Regions from separate parts of the Mus musculus genome. Here all the other regions are linked to region 5. A link is a contact called in public Hi-C and promoter capture Hi-C data. All regions are on one chromosome and are shown on one strand. Each heading gives the region's core, a stretch centred on a gene start, on an enhancer-like site or on the middle of the called end of the contact. The rest is flanking DNA. Distances are from core to core; before and after follow the strand shown. Region 1 holds the start of Btbd1 (BTB (POZ) domain containing 1). Region 2 holds the start of 2900076A07Rik (RIKEN cDNA 2900076A07 gene). Region 3 holds the start of 3110040N11Rik (RIKEN cDNA 3110040N11 gene). Region 4 holds the start of Ramac (RNA guanine-7 methyltransferase activating subunit). Region 5 holds the start of Polg (polymerase (DNA directed), gamma). Region 6 holds the start of Tm6sf1 (transmembrane 6 superfamily member 1). Region 7 holds the start of Whamm (WAS protein homolog associated with actin, golgi membranes and microtubules).

Region 1 (2,700 bases), core at 98-2,597, 2.4 Mb after region 5:
TCCTTTATCCATTTATTGATGGGAACTTAACATATATTTCTTGTGTGAACTTTATATTTCCCTCCATAAGCATCTTCTTGAGGAAGCTATGAGCCTCTGTGGACTCTTGTGCTCCACTGACTTGCCTGTTTACGTCAGAATTACTCAAAATCTGCTGTCTTAAAAACAACACTATACTCAAGCAGCCAACACCATCTTCGGTCCTCCGGGAGCTGGCTCGATTACCTTGGACAAGTCACTTTTCTGGGCCTCGGTCCCATTTGTAAAACTGGGGTAAAACAACAAGATATGCCTCCCTAACAGTTAGGACTGCTGTGATTAACAACGCCACAATGCCACTACCTTCCACTAAGTAGCAAACTAATCAGCTATCAATCAATCTCCTATCCTCAGATCATCGGAGAGCAAACTCGAACACTACTAGCGTGTTTTAGAATACAAAAACCGTCACCTTGACTGCAGAAACTTGAAGCAGGCCAGCCTGATACCTGCTATGGCTATTATCTTCCAGAGTCCTGACAGCAAACCGTGGAGACCCTGACAACCCCAGTCCTCTAAGACCCTTCATCCACCCGGGTCCTTAAACAAAAACGAATCCTGCAAGTGGGTAATCGGGACAGCCTATCTCGTCTTCTAGTCTGCCCACTCGATTATGAAGCCCGGGCGACAGACAATTCCGCTACTGGAATGTGACAGCACCCTTCAACGGCAAAGCGCCCGCCACCGCCGGGAATGGCGACACTGACCGACCTTCCCAAGCATCGCCTGCCTGCCGGGGAGGACCCGAGGGAGGCCGACTCGCCCAGCCCAAGGTCACTCGGGAGTCGACGCAGGCCGGGCTGGGTGCCGCCACCCTCCAGGCCGCCGGCTCCGCGCGCCCGCCGCTCACCTCAGCAGCGCCAGGAAGGCGGCGGGCTCCACGTCCGGCAGCTCGATCTCGGCCGACGTCGTGGCCATGCCGCCGTTGAACATGGCGTCGAAGACCGCGCTGCCGGCCGCCAGCACGAAGCGGTGGGCGGGGATGCGCTGCGGGCCCCCGGCGGCCGCCGCGCCTCGGCCCTTGCCCAGCACGAAACGCACATCGCTCAGCAGCTCCGAGTTGAAGAGGAAGGCGAAGCGCTCCTTGAGCGACGCCTTGGTGGCCTGCCAGTTGTACAGCGGCTCGCGCTGCAGGGGCAGCAGCGGCCCGAGAGCGGACGGCGAGGGAGCCGGTGGCGGCGGCGGAGGCGGCGGCGGGGCCGGAGGGCCGGGCTCCGCCTCAGCTCCGGTCGCCGGCTCCCCGGCCGCGGCTGACCCGAGCGAGGCCATCCTCCTGCTGCGCGGCTCCGCTCAAGCTGCGAGCACCCGGCGCGCCGCCGCCATGGTCGAGCCGCCCCGAGGCCGGCACCGCCCCCCTGCCTTCCGGGAAAGGCGCTTCCGGCCGCGCGCGCCCGCCCTCCCGCGGGGCCGCGTTGCTGAGGCGGGAGGCGCGCGGCCGCGAGAGGGTTGAGGGGCGTGCGGGCGCGCCGCGCTGATTCCTCAGGCCGCCTCCCGCTCCTCCCTTCAGGCTCGCCTCGCTCCCACCCGCGTCACCCTGCGAGGACGCCGCCTCAGCCCGCTTGGTGGATGAGCTGGACGTGGAAGGACCTCGAGGGCACGGCAAGGGAGTCTGTAGAGGAGAGACAGACACCCTGCTATTCTAAAGGCGGGATGGTGGCCCTGTCACAGCCCGGATGGCTGCATCACCCTTGGAAACCCCAGGCGGAGCTGAGAGGCTAGGAAGTCCACTGATCCCTCTCCCCGTCCGCAGTCTCTTTCTTACCCCTTCTGACTGTCGAGGCTCCACTCCGCCCTGTGAGAGAGTTCCTCTGCCATTTCCATGTCTAAGATTGAGGGCCTTCTTGCTCAACTCTCCTAGGCCTTGCTTTTGGTTCCAGTGCAGAAAAGCACTGGAACCACACCACCTTATGAGCCCTAGGATTTGAGTTGAGATTGGCTCATGCCTGTAATCCCAGTAAAATGGAAGGTTGAGGCAGGAACATGGCTGCAACTGGGAACCCAGCCTGGGTAGCAAATGAAGACCCACACACACACGCACGCACACACACACACACACACACACACACACACACACACACACACGTCTTAACTCCTTTCCCCTCAAAAACAAATGGGAAGGGTGCTGCCAGCTACATATCTTTGGGGGCAGTGTTCCTGTGTGGTTGTCATTATGTGGGAGCCTTTCTTGAACCCTGCAGCAATAAATAGATCCTAAGATAAGGCACTTGTTATAGGCAGAAGGAAAAGACCCAGAAAATGATTCTTTACGACACGAGAATAACTGGGGGGGGAGGGGGGGAACCTTCCGGCTTACAGATGTCAAGCAATCTAAGAGTCCTACGCTCCGAGTTTATAGTGGAATTGGACAAGAAATTTAAGCTGATTCTTTGAAAACAAAAGCAAGATACCAGAACCTTTCCCCTACCCCCATATTTTAATCTCTATTTTTAGGAATATTAAAAAACTCCGAAAAAGCTCTACTATTAATTTTGAAATATATACAATTCAATTCTCTGTTATGGGACTTTAGAAATAGAGTTGCAGTTGCCACCAAGCCTGATGACCCGAGTTTAATCCCAAGCACCTACAAGGTAGAGGGAGAGAACTAACTCCTGCAAGTTATCCTTTGACCTCTTGATGTCTAGTGTGACATCCCATAAA
Region 2 (2,700 bases), core at 184-2,683, 2.1 Mb after region 5:
TGTACCAGGCAAAGGAGCCAGTGTGTGCCTGTGCCCAGTGTGTGCCTATGCCCAGTGTGTGCCTATGCCCGTGTGTACCTATGCCAGGGTGAGAAAAGCACAGGCCAAGCCTAGAAAGTGAGTGTAATGGTCTCACTCTGTAGCCCTGGCTCTCTGTCCGTCCTTCCTTCCTTCCTCCTCCTTCTCCTTTCTGCTTCTCACTGTATAGCTCTGGCTGGCTTGGAACTCTCCACGTAGACCAGTCTGGTGTTGAACCCTGAAGGCTGGTATTAAAGTAGTGTGCTACCATGCCCAGAAAAGTTACATCTTAAATGAGTAAGAGAAATGAAGTAGATTTGGCTCAAGCTGATAAACAAGGTAACATTTTTGCTCCTGATTTTGTATATTAAATCCAAAAGCCTTGTATGTTTGGACTGCATGTAAGGTCCTTTCATTACACCTATGTTTCTTATTTTGTTCTTTTTGCTTCAAATTCTGACCTCAAACTCGCAGCATCCAAATGAACTCTGAACTCATTGTTCTAAACCTGCTTACTTTTAGTTTACTTTAGCATTTGGTTTGCACATTCCTGGAGAACTCTGGCAGCTTACTAGGGTGCTCAGTAATTGCCGCCCCTGAAATCTTAAGTCTTTTCTGCAGCCTCACAATGTGAACTGGAATAAGCTGGGCTTTTTAATCCAACAGGATGGATGTCCTTGTAAAACACAGCAATAAGCAGAAATAAGGAGAACAAAGTTTGACAACAGAGTAGGGCCATGCTGCCTCAAGTCAAAGCACACACAGGATTTTTAGCGATCACCAGAAACTAAGTAAGGCAAAGATATCATATTCAAAATGACAGAGGAAGCCTACCTCTACCAAGGCGCAAATGTCAAATGTCTTTTGTTTTAGTCTCTCAACATTTGAGGTCTATCCTCAGGAAATTTATCCAAAAGTGATTTTACTTATCTTCCTAGACCCATGATCAAGGCTAGGAAGCTCTTGGTCCTTTCCTGGATGAATATGCATGGGCTTGCAACCAGGGGGAGTCAAGAGAGCGACTGAGTAAAGGTTACTGAGGTGCAGTGCACGCTTTGCTCTCTATAAGCAGGGTGGCAAGAATGAAGAACACTGAGAAGCTTAACAGCCAGGGCTGGGTAGCACAAGAACGCAGAGGAGTGTCGCAGGGGCGGGACGGCGTACTTCAGTCCCCAGGATGCCGCCTGCCAGGGGAGCAGAGAATAGCATACTCAAAACAATGCGGCAGCTCTCCACACCCACCCAGGAGCTACAAGCCGGCCCCCGAGTCTCCCACGATCCAGACGCCACGCAGCTAGACGCTAAGCAGCAGAGGACTCGCTCTGAGCATGCGCACTGGGAAGAGCCAAGCCCAGCCGCGCCGCGCGGTGCCTGACGTGGAACTTCCTCCCTACGGCTAAGAAGCCGGAAGTGGACTCATTTTCCACCGGAAGGAGGGAGAAATTATGACCGAGAGCCTGACACCTGATGCTAGCGGCTTTTGTCTCGCCAAGTTGACCCAGTATTTGGCCACCTTGTGCGGCGGGTGACTATGGTGTCCAGGTAAGTGGCTGACGTGGCAGGCGTCCCAGGAATGGGAGAAGAGATGGGTAAGCTGCCCGGCTATCGATCTTCCTTCTCTGTGTTTGTTTTTTCTCCATCTTTTTCAAAGAGGGTTGCTAGCCCACGGAATGGTGGGTAGATATGGAAGGAGAAATACGCGGTCACACAGACTGAAGTTAAATTAAGCACACACACATACGTACGTACATACATGCACACATACAAACACATATTCACATGCACAGAGCTGTTGAATATTGGCTCTGTAAATCCAGGCATTCCGAATCGATGACTCTTGCCTGAGGGAGGAATCACCTGTTGCAGTAATTTTAGCGCCCGTGAGCACATGCACACGCAGTGGGTGATTTTTAAGTTTCTTGAATGTGTCAGCAAAGGCATTTAATGTTAGAAAAGGGCAGCAAGGAGGCGGTGGAAAGTTGCATGGTTTGTTGAGGACAGATTCTAAAATCCCATAGAATTCTTGTACAAAGGAGTTTTTATATTGCTTTCTGATGGTGTGCGTGGATGGGTAGGAGGTTGGAAAATTGAAGGAGTGAAGACAGTAGTGAGGTGCACTTAGATACTAGCCTGATGGCTTAGTAGTTAAGAGCATTTGTGGCACTTCCAGAGGCTCTGAGTTTGGTTCCCAGCACCTATATCAAATCACTTGTACCTCAGGACCCAAGGAGTCCAACACACTATTCTGGCCTCCTTGAGCACCACACACATATGTCATTCACTCACAAAGACACGAACATACATATATATAAAGCTTAGATAAGGTGTGAGTCCACCAAAGGAAAGTCATTCGTCAGCCATCAACATGTTTGACCCTGTAGATCAGTGGGTCACAACCGTGGGTCACAACCCCTTTGGGATCAAATGACCCTTTCACCTAAGGGGTCACCTAAGACCACTGGAAATACAGACATTACATTACAATTCAAAACAGTAGCAAAATTACAGTTATGAAGTAGCAACAAAAATAATTGTATGTTGGGGTCACCACAACATGAGGGTATTAAAGTCACAGCATTGGGAAGGTTGAGAAGTGCTGCTCTCGATGGAGATGAGTTTGCCGTGTCTGCCGTTCCCGGTGTACTGTGTAGCAACAGAAGGCAAACATGGGAATCTTCCTTA
Region 3 (2,700 bases), core at 108-2,607, 2.3 Mb after region 5:
CATTTTATTGTTTAGAGACAGGGTCTTGTTGTAGTCTAGCTGACCTCCTGCCTCAGTTCCTAACTAAGTACTTGTGAATTATTGGCATATATGACCAGGCCCATCTACAAAATACCACATTTTTAAAAAGGAAAAGATACACAGATTCCATCTGATTTGGTATTAAATATTGTACATTTTCTTTCAAATACCTCTATATGAGACTATAGAATGTTTAGATGGAGAAGCTTCTAAACGCAGACATAAAAAATACCATTTACAGTTACAGGATAAGCTTTTAGATAACAAGGCAAAAATAAGATGAAAACGCTGCTTTATCCACATCCAAATCCCACCCAGTGCTCAGACGTACCTGTCACAGCGTTCTGTCTGGAGCCAGGTTTGGCATGAATGGCTATGGTGACAAAACCTTTAGGGTCAGTTGCTACAGGCCCTGCAGCAGGAGGTGCTGTCTCTGGTTCTTTGGTTTGGTTTTTACCCTAAAATGACACACAATTTCACAGGTAACAAAATACTTCAGTTATTTTGAGCCATCACTACCCTCACCTTCACTAAACTGGGCCTACATGCAGAAACTAGCCACCACCGTGCTCCTCCCACATCCCTTCATGATCCAACATACAGAGACAGAGAGGGGGGTGGGGTGGGGCTGTCTCTGTGTAGGTATGTGTTCTACTTAAGATCTCTTGGCTAGCTTAGGACTTGTTCCCACAGTCTACTTTATCGTTTCTATTTCTCAAGAGAAGGGGCATTTATTAGTCATCTTTATAGCCAATGCATCCTAACGCTCAAGAGTGGGTGAGGAGTCCATTGCAGAAAGAACGACGACTGGTATTTAAATGCCATCTAACAACTTAACAGAAAACAACTTCCAGGGCAGTATGCGGACAGCGGGTATGAAGAGGAATAAGGATTCAAACTCCCTGACTTCAAGGGGCTGGGATCACAGCGACAGAAAACAAAGGGATATTAGGGGAGGGAGTGCAGTCTCATTGACAGAAGGAAGCGATCAGCCACCATAGGGAGGCAGAACGCACAGCCTGCCGGGAAGTGTAACCCTCAGAGTGAGAGAGCAAAGACGGTGGTCAGCGGGTGCGCAGTGGAGCCTACTCATCCTTAGGGCGAGCTAATGTGCGACCCAGGAAGTCTCAGACCTGGACCCGAAGGGAGGTCTTCCGCCCTCCAGGCGCTGCGTCTGTTCCCCGCCAGTGTAGCCCCGTGGCCCACCCTCTCCACAACACGAGGCTTGCCACTGGCCTTGCTTGTCGCACCGGCTTTCTTAGGCATTGTGGAACCACACAGGAGTCTAACAGAGGCCAAGCACACCGACCTACAGCAAGCAGCAGCATCCCAACCACGCAGGCGCCAGCGTGGCGGAAGAGTTCTGTGCGCCTGCGCAAGTCATGGGCGGAAGCGGCAGGCGCGTCGGCCGGCACCTAAGAGTGCCACCTCGCCCCGAGATGGCACTGTTTTCCTTCCTTTGCAACCTGCCAGCCTCAGGGTGTGATCCATTGGTGAGCCATCTTTGCCAGCAGAGGGAAAATTGTCACCTATCCTTAGGGTTGGCAAGAGCAGCCAGCCTCGGTGCTCGCCTGCCCAACGCGGCACCATGGCAATTCGCACAGGGCAGTGCGCAAGGAGAGGAGATCCACTGTGGAGTTGAATACAACCGTTCGTGAAACTGAAGCAGAGGCAAATCAATGCAAGTGCTAAAGTTAGGGACTGGCCTTGTCCAATAAGGTTAGAATGTATAGATGGTATATGCCCAGAGGTAGGAAGATCTGCTACCTAAATGGGAGATGGCTTGTTACCATTTTGAGGATCTTTGGGACCTGAATAATCTGAGATGGGGAAAAGATTAACTGAAGATGCCCGAGTCTACGGCTAGCAGTTGTGGCAGTCCGAGGGGGAGTTTTCAGGGTACATTAAGTTTGAAATGATTGGAGACATCCAAGTGGAATAGTTAAGGAGCTACCTGAATACATAACCAAATTATCAGTGACCTGTGCCAGTGAGAGGGGAGTTAAGGAGGAGGACAGAGACTGTGACAAATGTCAAAGGGCGACAGCATTCAGATTCACAAACAGGTGAGACTGGAATGTGAGTGCTGAAAACAGCCACTAAAGGTTGGGATCAGAATGGGATGTCTCATTTTACTCTCCCAGAGACACCCTTTCCACATGACACGTTAAGTGGTGTGTTGTGAGAAAGTGGCTAAAGCCTAAGACTCAGGTGATTCAGGTGTTAAACCACACCACACCTTTTTTGAAATACATTACAAATAGAGGCACAAAGTGGAGCCAAAACTATACTGTAGTAATTTGATGAATTTTGAGGTGAAATCATGATGCCCTAAAAATATTTACATTACGATTCATAACAGTAGCCAAATTAGTTAGGAAGTAGCAACAAAAGTAATGTTACCGTTGGGAGTCATCACAGCATGAGGAACTGTATTAAAAGGTTGCAGCATTAGGAAGGTTGAGAACCACTGCTCTAGAGACTTGACAGTTTTTATCAGGGGAGGAACACGGATTGGTGTATTTCTGATGGTGCCTGGATGGGCAAAGGAGGGGGAAGCAATGTCCTCTAAGGAACCGTCAGCCTTCTCCACAGGTACCTCTAGAGTACCTCATCACCAGCTAGAAAGGACAGGACCCCGCCTCAGGTCAATCTGTCACACAGCCACTTGCCCCAATG
Region 4 (2,700 bases), core at 32-2,531, 2.3 Mb after region 5:
TTCCCTGTAAAGTCTTAGAGAATGGATGTAATATCAATGTCAACATCTGGAGGTCGTGGTGGTGGTGAGGTGGTGGGGTGTGTGTGTGTAGGGGAGTGGCAATATTCTAAGCATAAGGGAACACTGGCAAGCTATAAAAACATAATGAGTATTCGTGAACTACTGCATTTGGTCTGCTTTACTGTGAGGGAATGAAAGAGAAATATCAGAAAATAGAATTTTGAATCCAAATTAAGATTGTTGGCCTTGGCAGCAAGGAGTTATTGAATATCTTGCATCCCAGTTGTGCTTGAATATGACTATAACTACGGCAGTTGTCTGGTGATATGCTGGTGAGGGGCAGTGACTTAGGAAGAAGGGCATCGGTGCTCTGTTCAGGGAGTGTAGAGAGAACTTGGATGAGGAGTCAGTGGGGATGGGAATGGATGAAAACCAGAGTCACAAGGACCAAATAACAGAACGAGACATCTGACCAGGGCGTGGAAAGAAAAGGTATTCTTTTTTTAGCTTTATTTTATTTATGAGTACACTATAGTTGTTTCCAGACACACCAGAAGAGGGCATCAGATCCCATTACAGATGGCTGTGAGCCACCATGTGGTTGCTGGGGATTGAACTCAGGGCTCCAAGAAGAGCAGTAAGTGTTCTTATCCTCTCCAGCCCTAAGGTATCCCATTTTGACACTAAACTTTCCAGGCTGATCGTATTCCCAAGAGGAGGGCAAGGTCCGGGGAGCAATCTGAGAAAAGTGGCTAGTCAACAGCTGGCATTGCCACACTTGCAAACAACCGAGAAGAGCGGAGACTTCGGGAGCGAGCGGAATACGGGCAGTGGAGGCGTGGGTTCGTCTCTGCAAACACACATAGACAACGGTGCGCAGGAGCCTTACTGCCCAGGCCGGCTAAGAACCGGGTGGGCATCGCCCAAGCAGAGCAGTCTCGTCTGCTCCTCCGCCCCGCCGCCCGGGCTCCGGCTTTGGGGTCTCCATTGACAAGCAGCCTTCCCTCCTAGTCCTACTCTCAGACTTCCCGTACCAGTGCACCAGGCACTGCCAGTTCGAGGGATTTTATACATGACGATATCCTCTCCCCGACGGTCACCAGGCACTGGCTGCGAATGACCGCACTGCCCACCATCGCCACTTTGCTCGACCCTGCGGAGCTTCCCTAGGGCCGCGCCAAGGTTCGAATGTGAGGGGCGTGGCGGGGGGGGAGGGGGAAGCGAGGATTTCTAGATCTCGAGAGACTTGGCACGAGACTCCGCCTTACACGCTCCGGAAGCGGAAGTCGGGTGGTTGAGGGATTCCTGAGCGTTTGTTTACCTTGGAGAGCCGGGTGGGGTGCGGCGGTGTGGACGCCCGAGGTCTCCAGTGCGTCCCATGAAGGGTGAGTACCGCACATGGCGGATGAATCTCCCACCCGGGGCGGCGGAGGTGATGGGGGCCTGGGGCCGGAAAGTGCGAGAGGCCGGAGGTCGCTGCCCCTCGGAGCCTCTTTCTCCGCAGCTCGGCTCCTGACGGCAGTTCTGGAAGGAGCCGCTTTGTCCCGGCCGTCGTCAGCCGCGCGTCGGCTGGCGGGCTGGGATGCGCAGTGGTTAGTCAGTCATCCTGCTCCGTGCTCGGGGCTCCGCTCTGGAGAGCAGCCGAGCCAGGGTCGGCCGACCGCAGGCAAAGCTCTGTGCGGTTCTCTATGTGGTGAGGAGGTTGGTGGGATCCAAGTGCCAGGAAGGCTGTCGGCCGCAGCGACAGAGAGCGCGCGGCCCCTGGTTGCCCGTGCCTGACCTAGCTTGTAGCTGGTGACGACCGAGGCGACGAGGGTCGTCGCCTCTCCGAGTTCCTCCGTGGAAGCTCGAGTTTCCTCGTAGGCTGCTAGGACTGAGATCCTTGGGTCTCTAATCCTGCCCACTCAGATCGAGACGTGTGTGTGCACAGCTCCTCTGCCCACGCACGCCTTTGCGGGGTGGGGAAGAATTGTCTGTCTGCGGGTTGTGTGTCTGTCTGTCTGCGGGTTGCGTGTGCTGGCGCCCGCAGAGGCCGGAAGAGGGCGTCTGTTCCCCTGGAGCTATATTACAGGCAGCTGAGAGCAGCGTGGGTGCTGCGATCTGATCTGTGGTCCATCGGAAGGGTAGTGAGCGCTCTCGACCACTGAGCTATCTCTCTGACACTTCCCTCATCTTTTGAGGTTTCTTCCAAGACCCCCTTCCCCCCAGCCGTATTTTCTTAATATTATTTATTCTATTATTTCTTTTATATGTTTATTATATAATTATATTTTATATATTATGTAATTGTGCTTTATGTGATTATTATACATATGTATTGTATATTTTTACATCATAATAACATTTTTCCCTTTCCTCCCTTTAGACCCTCCCTTTATCCCCTCAGCTCTTTCAAATTCATAGTCTCTTTAGTAATATGTAGATATATACAACCTGCTCAGTTCATATATTGTTACTTATGCGTGTGTTTTCGGGGCTAATCAAATATGGCATTAGAGAACCAGTTGGTGTGCTCTTCCCTTGAGAAGACTATTTCTCTTGCTCTCCGCATTCCTTGGTTGCCTGTAGTTCTTTGTTAAGGCCTCTTGACTTTTCCCTCTTCCACATTCTCTTGTCTTTTGGTAGTGTTGGCCTCAGCCCATATTTAATCAACCTAAACATTAAACAATATAGTTGTCTCAAATCCTTGGGTTAAGTAAA
Region 5 (2,700 bases), core at 156-2,655:
CCGAAGAGCCGGGGCAGGCGCAGCTCCACGTCTGGCAAGGGCGTGGCCGGCTGCCCCCAGAGCCCGTGCTTCTGCAGGTGCTCTACGCTGCGCTGCACCGCGGCCTCGTCGGGCATTTCCCCGCCGCACCCGAAGATCTGCTCGTGCAGGCCTCTCGACAACATCTGGATGAGCAGAGGGTTGAGCCGCAGCTGCCCATTCTCGGAGGAGGGCATTTGCGACGGCGGCCGCCCGTCGCTGGGGACGGGGTCGAGGACGGAGCTGGAGACCCAGCGCGCGGTTGCTGGTACTGGCCCTGAGGCGACCTTGGCGCCAGCCACCTTCTTCCAGAGCAGGCGGCTCATGGTTGGTGCAGGGAGCCCCCCGCTGTGAGTCGGGGCACCGGGCTTTGGGCTCCAGCTTGACTGCTTTTAGTGGCCGAAAGACTCAGAGAGAGACGCGTCCCCTCTCTGTGCTCCTGTCAGTGAAATAGGTCTCACCATGCCTGCCTTCCTCACACAAGTCCTAAAGGAGACAGACGATAAAAGTGTTATTACAAGTGTCACGGACTTGAACAAACCGCTTATCCCGCAACAAACATCTGCTGCGTGCCAAACAAGCATTTTCTCCACTTGATCTTAGCCAAAAGGCCAGAGCGGAGTAGGGACATTTTTCTGTTACGCCTCCAACAACCTTAAGAAATGGCACTGCCCCCTCCCGAGGACAGGGCCACACCGGCTCGGCAGTTAACTTGGGAGAAGCCGCTGGAGATGCTGAAATGGGGAGACGCAGACAGACCAGGGTTCTGGCTCTCCAACTGCGTGACCTTGGCCCAGCTCCTTAGGCCCCGACCTCCTCCTCTGTAAAATGGGGTTAAGAACTCTAGAGCCACGGGCCACTGCTGTAAGAGTGGCAGAGGGCGCGCTCGTCGAGTGGCCCTAACCCCAGTAGGCGCTCGGCAGACAGCAGTTGCCAGTCCCACCCCGCCGGCGGCCCGAGGGCCTAGCGCCCCAACTTCGAAACCCGCCGAACGAGCCACAGCCTCGGGGTCCGCACCCACACCCGGGCGGGCCTAGGGCGCCCTGGTCGGGGCGTCGGCGGCCACCCCCGCACGCCGGGACACAGGGTCCCCGCCGCAGCCGCCGCCCTGCTCCCGGCCCGGCTTCCCGAGTGGAGAGGGAGCAGCCGCGCCCGGCCCTCCCCCTGCCGAGCCCGCCGGAAACCTCGGTCCGCTTCGCGCTTCCCGTTCTGCGGCAGCCCACAGCCCCGGCGACGACGCGGCGTCCGCGGCGCGCGGCCCACGCAGCCTCAGGGTGGCGTGCGGTCTCGGGAGCAGCCGCAACTTCCCGTCTGCGCGAACTGGGTCCCGCGGCTACCCAGAGGCAGGCGGGAGACTCCCCCGAGCGTCCAATAAGAGCGCCGCCAATGGAGCCGCCCGCCCGCGGGGGTGCAGAGGGACTTCCGGGTGAGGTCCTCCGCTACTTCCCTCCCCACGGAAAAGATAGACCAGTCTGACGCGAGCCTGAAGGCGGCTACACGCTTTAAGCTAAGTAAAGGCACCTTCTCGCTGGCGGCCGCGTGGCCTAATGGATAAGGCGTCTGACTTCGGATCAGAAGATTGCAGGTTCGAGTCCTGCCGCGGTCGACTTGTATGTTGTTTTTATCTGTCAGTTTGTTAATCCCAAGATTCCCTTTGGAAATAAAGCGAAATTGACCGTAGTGGTTATGACCAACTTCTAGTCTAAACTTAATTCTTGGAACTCAAGGATCTGAGCAAACAACTGTCAGGGTGACACATTGCTTAAACGGTGACAGCGGTCGAGAGCCTTGTCCCGGATGGAGAGTGGAGCAAACGGAGCACGTGCCGTCCGAAGTCTAGATTTGTCACCTATGGACCGCAAAGGCTAAGCCTCGATGGAGTCTCCTCCCTCCTATCCCGGACAATGATGCTGGGGGTTGATGCTGTTGAGTCCGATTGGTCGCGCCCACCGGGCACAGCTGAAGCACGTCCCGCTTCAGAGATCTGTCAATCTCTGGGTCCACCTCCCGTTGCTCCGGTTGTTTCTGCTCCCAGCTCTCCGTAGAGGGTCAGCTGCAAAGGGTCAGGCGAATATGGCCTGGGTGAATAACTGGGACCCAGGGATTCAAGTCGAGAGTCCCGTACGAGGAAAGAAAAGATCAGGATTGCTTCAGGCAGACTAGGGGGCACAAGCAGCTGATTAGGGAAAAAATTCGGACCGCGCTGAACGGCAGCCCCCACTTCCAACCAGCGAGACCACCCGGACGCTGAGAACTGTGTACAGGAGAGAGGGTCTTTGACTTTTTTCAGGAGTCGCTCCTCTATCCGCTTTTCCTGTCACTAGCAGCGGCAGGGACTCATACAGAACCCTTCTCCTTTCTCCTTTTCTTAGTTTCTTCCCCCTCTTTTGTCTGTCTGTCTGTCGGCCTGTTTGCTTGTTTGTTTGTTTTTAACGATGAGGTCTCACATTGTAACTTAGAACTTACGCGGTAGCCCTGGCTGCCCTCCCGCCTCAGTGCTTGAACTACAAATATCCACAATCTAGCTCTCCAGCTGAGACATTCTTATACATTTTTCTAGATGTACTTAATAGACATAAAGTGATTTTTGTTTGTTTGATTGGTTGGTTATCAGTTTTATATATATACACACACAAACCAGAGTCAACTAGATAAGAGATTCCTTATTTTGTGATTCTTCTT
Region 6 (2,700 bases), core at 151-2,650, 2.4 Mb after region 5:
GACGCGGAGCTCAGGATGTGGCATACTCTGTGGCATTTCCCGGTACCTTTTTGTTAGTTGAGACAGAATCTCATATATCCCAGGTCGGCCTCAGACTTGCTGGGTAGCTAAGGATGACCTTGAACCAGGGACTCCCTCTGCCTCCATCTCTTAGTGCTGGGATTTCAGATGAGCCCCCATCAAAGTCAGTTCATGAAGTGCACGAGGACAGAGCCTTAAGATTTGTGCACACAAAGCAAGCACGATCAACTACACCCCCAGCCTCTATTAAGTTATTTCCATAAATATGATTCTGAATTTTAAAAAAGCCCAAGCATGGATGAGAAGGAATAGAAATGATATGCAGCAAGTGTCTAGGTAGACAAGAAAGATTCAGAGCAGCCCGAGAGACTCAGGATACACGCAGACGGCTAAAGCAGCTCGGTGTGGGATGTGGAGGAGGTTGGACTGGCTGGGAAACTGGCCTAGGAGATGGCCTGGAGGAGAGAAGGCGCTTTGGGGAATGAAGGAGGTGGTAAAGGCAAGGAGCGATCATGGAAGATCGTGAGCGATGTCCAGGTTCCCACTGAGACTTCTGGGAGAAGCTTTGCGAGATGCTGCCGTTTGGACAGTCTTTACCCTTTTGTGCCCATTGTTGGCTGAGTTTTCAAGAAAAGGGAGGGCAGATAGTAGGAGAGCTGGCTTTGGAACAACCGACTGTCCTGGTGCAGGTTCATTTTCCTCACATTGAAAATGAGCCAAATGACCTGTAAGCCTCTGACCTAAAGACAGGAAGGCGCGCACTCTGCTGCCCCCACTGTTGCTCCGGAGCCCACTTCTTTTCCCTTCCCTGGGGCCATACCAACAGGACTCAGGCCCAGGGGGCTTCCTGAGCACACCCTGCTCAAGCAGCTCTTTGGGCGGCACTCTCATGCTCTACACCCAGACGTCTGGGAATATTCCACGAAGAGCCCTAATCTTCAGGACCTGCCAGGCTAGCCGGTGGTAACCTGGCCTCCAAAAACACTCCAGGCAAGGAATGAACGCTGCCTCAGTGTCTTACATCAGGGCATTCCTCTGAGGGTCAGTTCTGCTACAAAAAAAGAAAGGGAGCAGGAGACAGACCAGTGTGCTGAGCAGTGCAGGGCAAGCACTCCACGCTTGTTAACTCGGTCGATTTCCACAATCATACGAGGGAGCAGGTTATTCCCATTTCACAGAGAAATGATACAGAATGTTTCAGTAACTTGATCAAGGTCAAGGGGCGGTGAGTGAGCAACCAAGGTGGAAAACAAATATTTCCACTTGGCACTGGAACATTGGTTGCGGACGTTGATGGCAGCTGTGTGTAGGGAAGGGGTGCGCGCGGGGGGTGGGGTGGGAGGGCGGCACAGTGTTGTTCCAGGAGCATCTGTCCCCACAGGTCTCTGAGCCGATCTCGCGGGCCTGCGGGCTCTGACACCCTCAGATCTGGCTCCACCCTCTGCTGGCCCTTGGCTCAGCCCAGCTCCGTTCCAGCTCGAGGATGCCCAGCTCCCATCTGTGACCCGCGTCCTTCGCCGGGCCCTTCCTTTTCCCATTAAAGCAAGCGTCCTGGGGCGCTTGTCTCCTCGCGGTGGCTGCTGAGCCCTTGCGTTCGTTAGCAGGAGCCTGGTGGGGACGCCTCTGGGGATCGTACAGCGGCCCTAGAGCACCCGGGTGGTGCCTCTCTCTGTGCGCGCCGGGCAGCTACGGGCGACGGGGACGCGCAGAGGAGACGCGGCCGGGGGCCGCCTGGAAGGGCAGCGGCGAGGGGCGCGGCGCCGCCGGAAGCTGAGCCAGGGGACCCCCGGCGCGATGCGGTGAAAGAAGAGCGACCCGGAGGTGGCAATGAGTGCCTCTGCGGCCACGGGGGTTTTTGTGCTGTCCCTCTCAGCCATCCCGGTCACCTACATCTTCAACCACCTGGCGGCCCAGCACGAGTGAGTGAGCGCGCGCGGGGTAGACAAGAGCCCGCAACTTTTCCGCGGGTTTGGGACCGCGGCTTTGGGACTGGGTAGCTTCCAGAAACGCCACGCCCGCAGCATGAGGGAGGCACCAGGGTCACCCGGCCCTAGGTCCTCAAACTGGGCTAGGGCAGTTCAAGGTCTGAGAGCTGGGCGCCTGCTCTTTGCCAGTACTGGGTGGGTAGCTGATATTACCAAGGTCAATACCGAAATGCCCCTGCCTCCGAGGCTCTCAGACACTAGAGGGGTGCAGAGCAACACGGAAGGCACGAACCGCCTTATTTGAAAGGAACGCTTTCCTTGTATGGACTTTCACATACTTACCATTTTATAATTTTAGAAACTGTTGTGAGCGGCTAACAGAAATAACCATGGTTTTCTGAGCCTTTGCTACTAACAGGGTGACCTGGCTTTAGTGTTCTGGTCTGTCTTTGCACCTCAAGGATCTTGTGGGAACTTTGTGCAAGGGCGCTGTGAAAGGGATAGAGGTTCGATGCTGGCCAGGAGCAAAGGTTCAGTGATCAGTTTAATGCTAAGGAACCGACGAATTCTGTAAGGGCTCTGGGTCCCAGTCTTGGCTTTCACTTCTCTAAAGGGATCACTGACTGACGAGCCCCCATGGGCAGCCGAAGGCCTGGGTGGTCAGTGGAAAGGCGCCAGCGGTGGCCCTGCTGAAGTTGATTGTGGGCTGCTGGAGGAGGAAGTAACTGGCTGTGCTTTTCATAGCAGTTGGTGC
Region 7 (2,700 bases), core at 58-2,557, 2.1 Mb after region 5:
GAAGGCCTAGGATGGTGAAGGCCAACAGATCAAATACAAGGAGGACAAAGATTTCAGTTTTAATCTGAAGGAAGGACAAAGCTTGGCATCTGAGCCGAAAGGCTCCAATGGAGCCAGAATGGACAAAGATCCTCTCCTAGGAATAAAGTGCATTTAAAAAGGAGATATGCATATGCAGGCATTCTTTACCAAGGTGTGGTTTAGCTGCCCCTCATCTCAAGGTCCTTCCCAACAGGTCTTGTCATCTCCAGGAATAGTTACTTGCTCTGGAGGGCACAGCTTTTTAGCATAGATAATCACTTCTTCTGAGGACAGGTGTGACCTCTTCTTCAAGGTTCACCTTGCCTTAGATCATAAAGGTTTTTATGGCTGTCTGTTGTTCTCGGAATCTAAGGTGGCTGCAGGTTTAGAACTGGCATCTTTAGGGCTCATGTGAGGAAATGCAGCAGCACTTTCTATTGGCTTGTTATAATACCCCGGCGGCATGCTTTCAGTAGTGAGGCCATCCTGCTTAGCCTTGGTGCACATATATTGTAGACAAATTCCCTCTCTAGGTCTCAAATCCTTGCTGTCAGGATGATGCTTGGCATAGACTGGCTTGGAAAGCAGAAATATTTAGGCACTCCCCCTCTCCCCCATCTCAATATACCAACAACACAGCAGATACTCAGTAAGTTTACTATATTGACAAAAATAAATGTGTCTGCGATCTAGTTTTTGACACCCCAGAGCCCTCAGTAAGTAAATATTGAGTTCAAATAGAAGTTTGATCTTGCCAGTATGTTTGTTTCAGGAGCCACATACTTAATAGGATCCTGTTGAGGGAAATTCTCATTGTAATGTTGAGAACTAAGATAGGGGCTTGAGAGATGGCTCAGCAGCTAAGAATTACTATTTTTAGAGAGTGCATTAAGCTGTTAACAGCCCCATAGAGTATTCAGTTCTAGGGGACATGACGCCCTCTTCTGGCATCTGTACTAAGGTGTGATGTCGTCCTGCCCATGTATACATGGGCTTAAAAATAAAATCTTTGCCGAACATAGCGGCTGTATGCCTTTAATGTCAGCACTCAGGAGACAGAAGCAGGGTGGTCTCTTACGAGTTCAAGGCTAGCCTGGTTCACTTAGAGAGTTCAAGGTTCGCCGGTGTTGTAAAAGGGAGACTTTGTCCCGCCTCCCCGAAAAGACTTTCCATTGGCTTTCACTTAACCAACTCCAGACAGCCTCCCTCACACAGCCTATCAGAATGAGGGGGCGGGAGCTTCTGCGCCTCTGACTGACAGTAGCGGCTCCCGGAAAATGTCGTGGCCTGTCGCAGTCTAAGGGTGTGCGGCTGCCATGGACAGCGAGCAGCCCGACAGCCTGGATGGCTGGGTTCCGCTGCGTGAGGACCTCTTCCCGGAGCCCGAGCGCCATCAGCTGCGTTTCCTGGTGGCCTGGAACGCCGCGAAGGGCCAGTTCGCCGTCACCTGTCACGACCGCACGGCGCAGCGGCGGCGGCGCGAGCGGCGGGAGGCCGGCGACGGGGGATGTAGCTGGGCCGGGGTGCTGTCGCCCGCCGGGTTCCGCGGCGCGCACCGGCAGCTGGCGGCGCTGTGGCCGGCCCTGGAGCCCTGCTTCCCGCCGCTGCCGCCCGAGCTGGACGCGGCGAGCGGCGCGGGCTGGGGCCTGGGACGCGGGCTGTGGGCCCTCCTGTGGCCGCTCCTGTGGCCGGCGCCTGCGGACCCTGGCGACTCGGCGCTGCAGGAGCTGTGCCGGCAGCTGGAGCACTACCTGGGCCTGGCGGCCGAAGGATGCGGCGGCGCCACCGTGCGCGACGTGCTCTTCCCGGCCCCGGGTGACTCGGCAGACTGCGAGGGCCTGAGCGAGTTCCGCGAGAGGACGCTGCGCGCTCGCCTGGGCCAAACGGCCACCCGGCTGCACCAGGTATGAGGCCCCGGGCCGAGGGCGGGTCCGCGGGACACTCGTGATGCGCACCGGGCGTCGCTGGTGCACCTGCGCCTCTGTTGAGAGAGAGTGGGGACCTTGAAGTTGAAACACGGTGGTGGTGGTGTTTTGTGTTTTTTTGTTTTTGTTTTCTGCTAGGATTATCAGAGTTCGGCTCCGCGCCGCCTGGCTCTCTTGGTTTGTTGTTGTTGTTGTTGTTTTGGTTGTTTGTTTTTGTTTTTGAAACAGGGTCTCAATCTGTGGTCCAGGCTGGCTTTGAACTCAGGACATTCCTCTGCCTCAGCCTCTCCAGTCCTGGGGTTAGGTAAAAGTTTACTTGCAGTTCTGAGCCAGGCTCTGCGCTTCACCTTTTCCCTGTTCTGGGCAGAGCAGGATGTTGTAATGGGAAAGGCCAGAAATATGAAAGTAAAACTGAAAACAAGGCATGTCCGTCGGAATAAAAACATAAGCTAAGTGGAAGCAATTTGGGGTTCTCCGGAGAAGATGAGGGATGGCTAAAACTGTCTGAGGATGAATGACATTTAAAAGATAGTTTTATTATTTTTTCTTCAAGCAATAAGGATTTTTATTATTATCTTCAAGCAGATGGAAAGCCCTCGGGGAGTGAGGCTTTACTCATCTGCCTTTAATGGCAACAACAAGAAGGCTCTTTTGGACCAGATAATTTGAGACACACACATTCATTATTTGTGTGGTAAACTTAACAGACCCTAAAGAGTGGGGACTTTTCACTTCACTGGAAGATTTAGGGAGA

What was found. Promoter capture Hi-C pulls out the DNA fragments that hold promoters and counts their contacts. A called contact is a pair of places that touch in the nucleus more often than the background predicts. Capture Hi-C pulls out chosen DNA fragments and counts their contacts.
Region 1: a promoter capture Hi-C map of liver shows a contact between it and region 5, with 3 times the contacts expected there. The contact joins the promoter of Btbd1 here to the promoter of Polg in region 5. A contact is called at or near these places in 1 of 39 promoter capture datasets (pre-B cells) and 1 of 9 other capture datasets (liver).
Region 2: a contact with region 5 is called in a Hi-C map of B cells, with 9 read pairs. The contact joins the promoter of 2900076A07Rik here to the promoter of Polg in region 5. A contact is called at or near these places in 4 of 39 promoter capture datasets (liver, neutrophils and pre-B cells), 2 of 484 Hi-C or Micro-C datasets (B cells and CD4 T cells) and 2 of 9 other capture datasets (adipose tissue and liver).
Region 3: a contact with region 5 is called in a promoter capture Hi-C map of liver, with 6 times the contacts expected there. The contact joins the promoter of 3110040N11Rik here to the promoter of Polg in region 5. A contact is called at or near these places in 2 of 39 promoter capture datasets (liver and pre-B cells) and 1 of 9 other capture datasets (liver).
Region 4: a promoter capture Hi-C map of liver shows a contact between it and region 5, with 4 times the contacts expected there. The contact joins the promoter of Ramac here to the promoter of Polg in region 5. A contact is called at or near these places in 1 of 39 promoter capture datasets (pre-B cells) and 1 of 9 other capture datasets (liver).
Region 6: a contact with region 5 is called in a Hi-C map of B cells, with 5 read pairs. The contact joins the promoter of Tm6sf1 here to the promoter of Polg in region 5. A contact is called at or near these places in 3 of 39 promoter capture datasets (cranial neural crest and liver), 1 of 484 Hi-C or Micro-C datasets (B cells) and 2 of 9 other capture datasets (adipose tissue and liver).
Region 7: a contact with region 5 is called in a promoter capture Hi-C map of adipose tissue, with 3 times the contacts expected there. The contact joins the promoter of Whamm here to the promoter of Polg in region 5. A contact is called at or near these places in 2 of 9 other capture datasets (adipose tissue and liver).

Annotation. Positions count from the first base shown.
Region 1 is chr7:81,828,084-81,830,783 of GRCm38.p6, forward strand. Btbd1 (BTB (POZ) domain containing 1) reads right to left here and starts at 1,348. Exons shown (of 8, transcript NM_146193.2): 1 at 890-1,348. The coding sequence starts at 1,308.
Region 2 is chr7:81,522,117-81,524,816 of GRCm38.p6, forward strand. 2900076A07Rik (RIKEN cDNA 2900076A07 gene) reads left to right here and starts at 1,434. Exons shown (of 4, transcript NR_160675.1): 1 at 1,434-1,560.
Region 3 is chr7:81,788,098-81,790,797 of GRCm38.p6, forward strand. 3110040N11Rik (RIKEN cDNA 3110040N11 gene) reads right to left here and starts at 1,358. Exons shown (of 5, transcript NM_026077.4): 1 at 1,258-1,358; 2 at 353-479. The coding sequence starts at 1,287.
Region 4 is chr7:81,761,672-81,764,371 of GRCm38.p6, forward strand. It overlaps Ramac (RNA guanine-7 methyltransferase activating subunit), which reads left to right and starts at 1,282. Exons shown (of 3, transcript NM_025997.2): 1 at 1,282-1,385.
Region 5 is chr7:79,464,868-79,467,567 of GRCm38.p6, forward strand. It overlaps Polg (polymerase (DNA directed), gamma), which reads right to left and starts at 1,406. Exons shown (of 23, transcript NM_017462.3): 1 at 1,203-1,406; 2 at 1-504. The coding sequence starts at 344. n-TRtcg5 (a tRNA gene) reads left to right here and starts at 1,552; the gene lies at 1,552-1,624.
Region 6 is chr7:81,857,601-81,860,300 of GRCm38.p6, forward strand. Tm6sf1 (transmembrane 6 superfamily member 1) reads left to right here and starts at 1,401. Exons shown (of 10, transcript NM_145375.4): 1 at 1,401-1,940. The coding sequence starts at 1,849.
Region 7 is chr7:81,569,985-81,572,684 of GRCm38.p6, forward strand. It overlaps Whamm (WAS protein homolog associated with actin, golgi membranes and microtubules), which reads left to right and starts at 1,308. Exons shown (of 10, transcript NM_001004185.3): 1 at 1,308-1,925. The coding sequence starts at 1,338.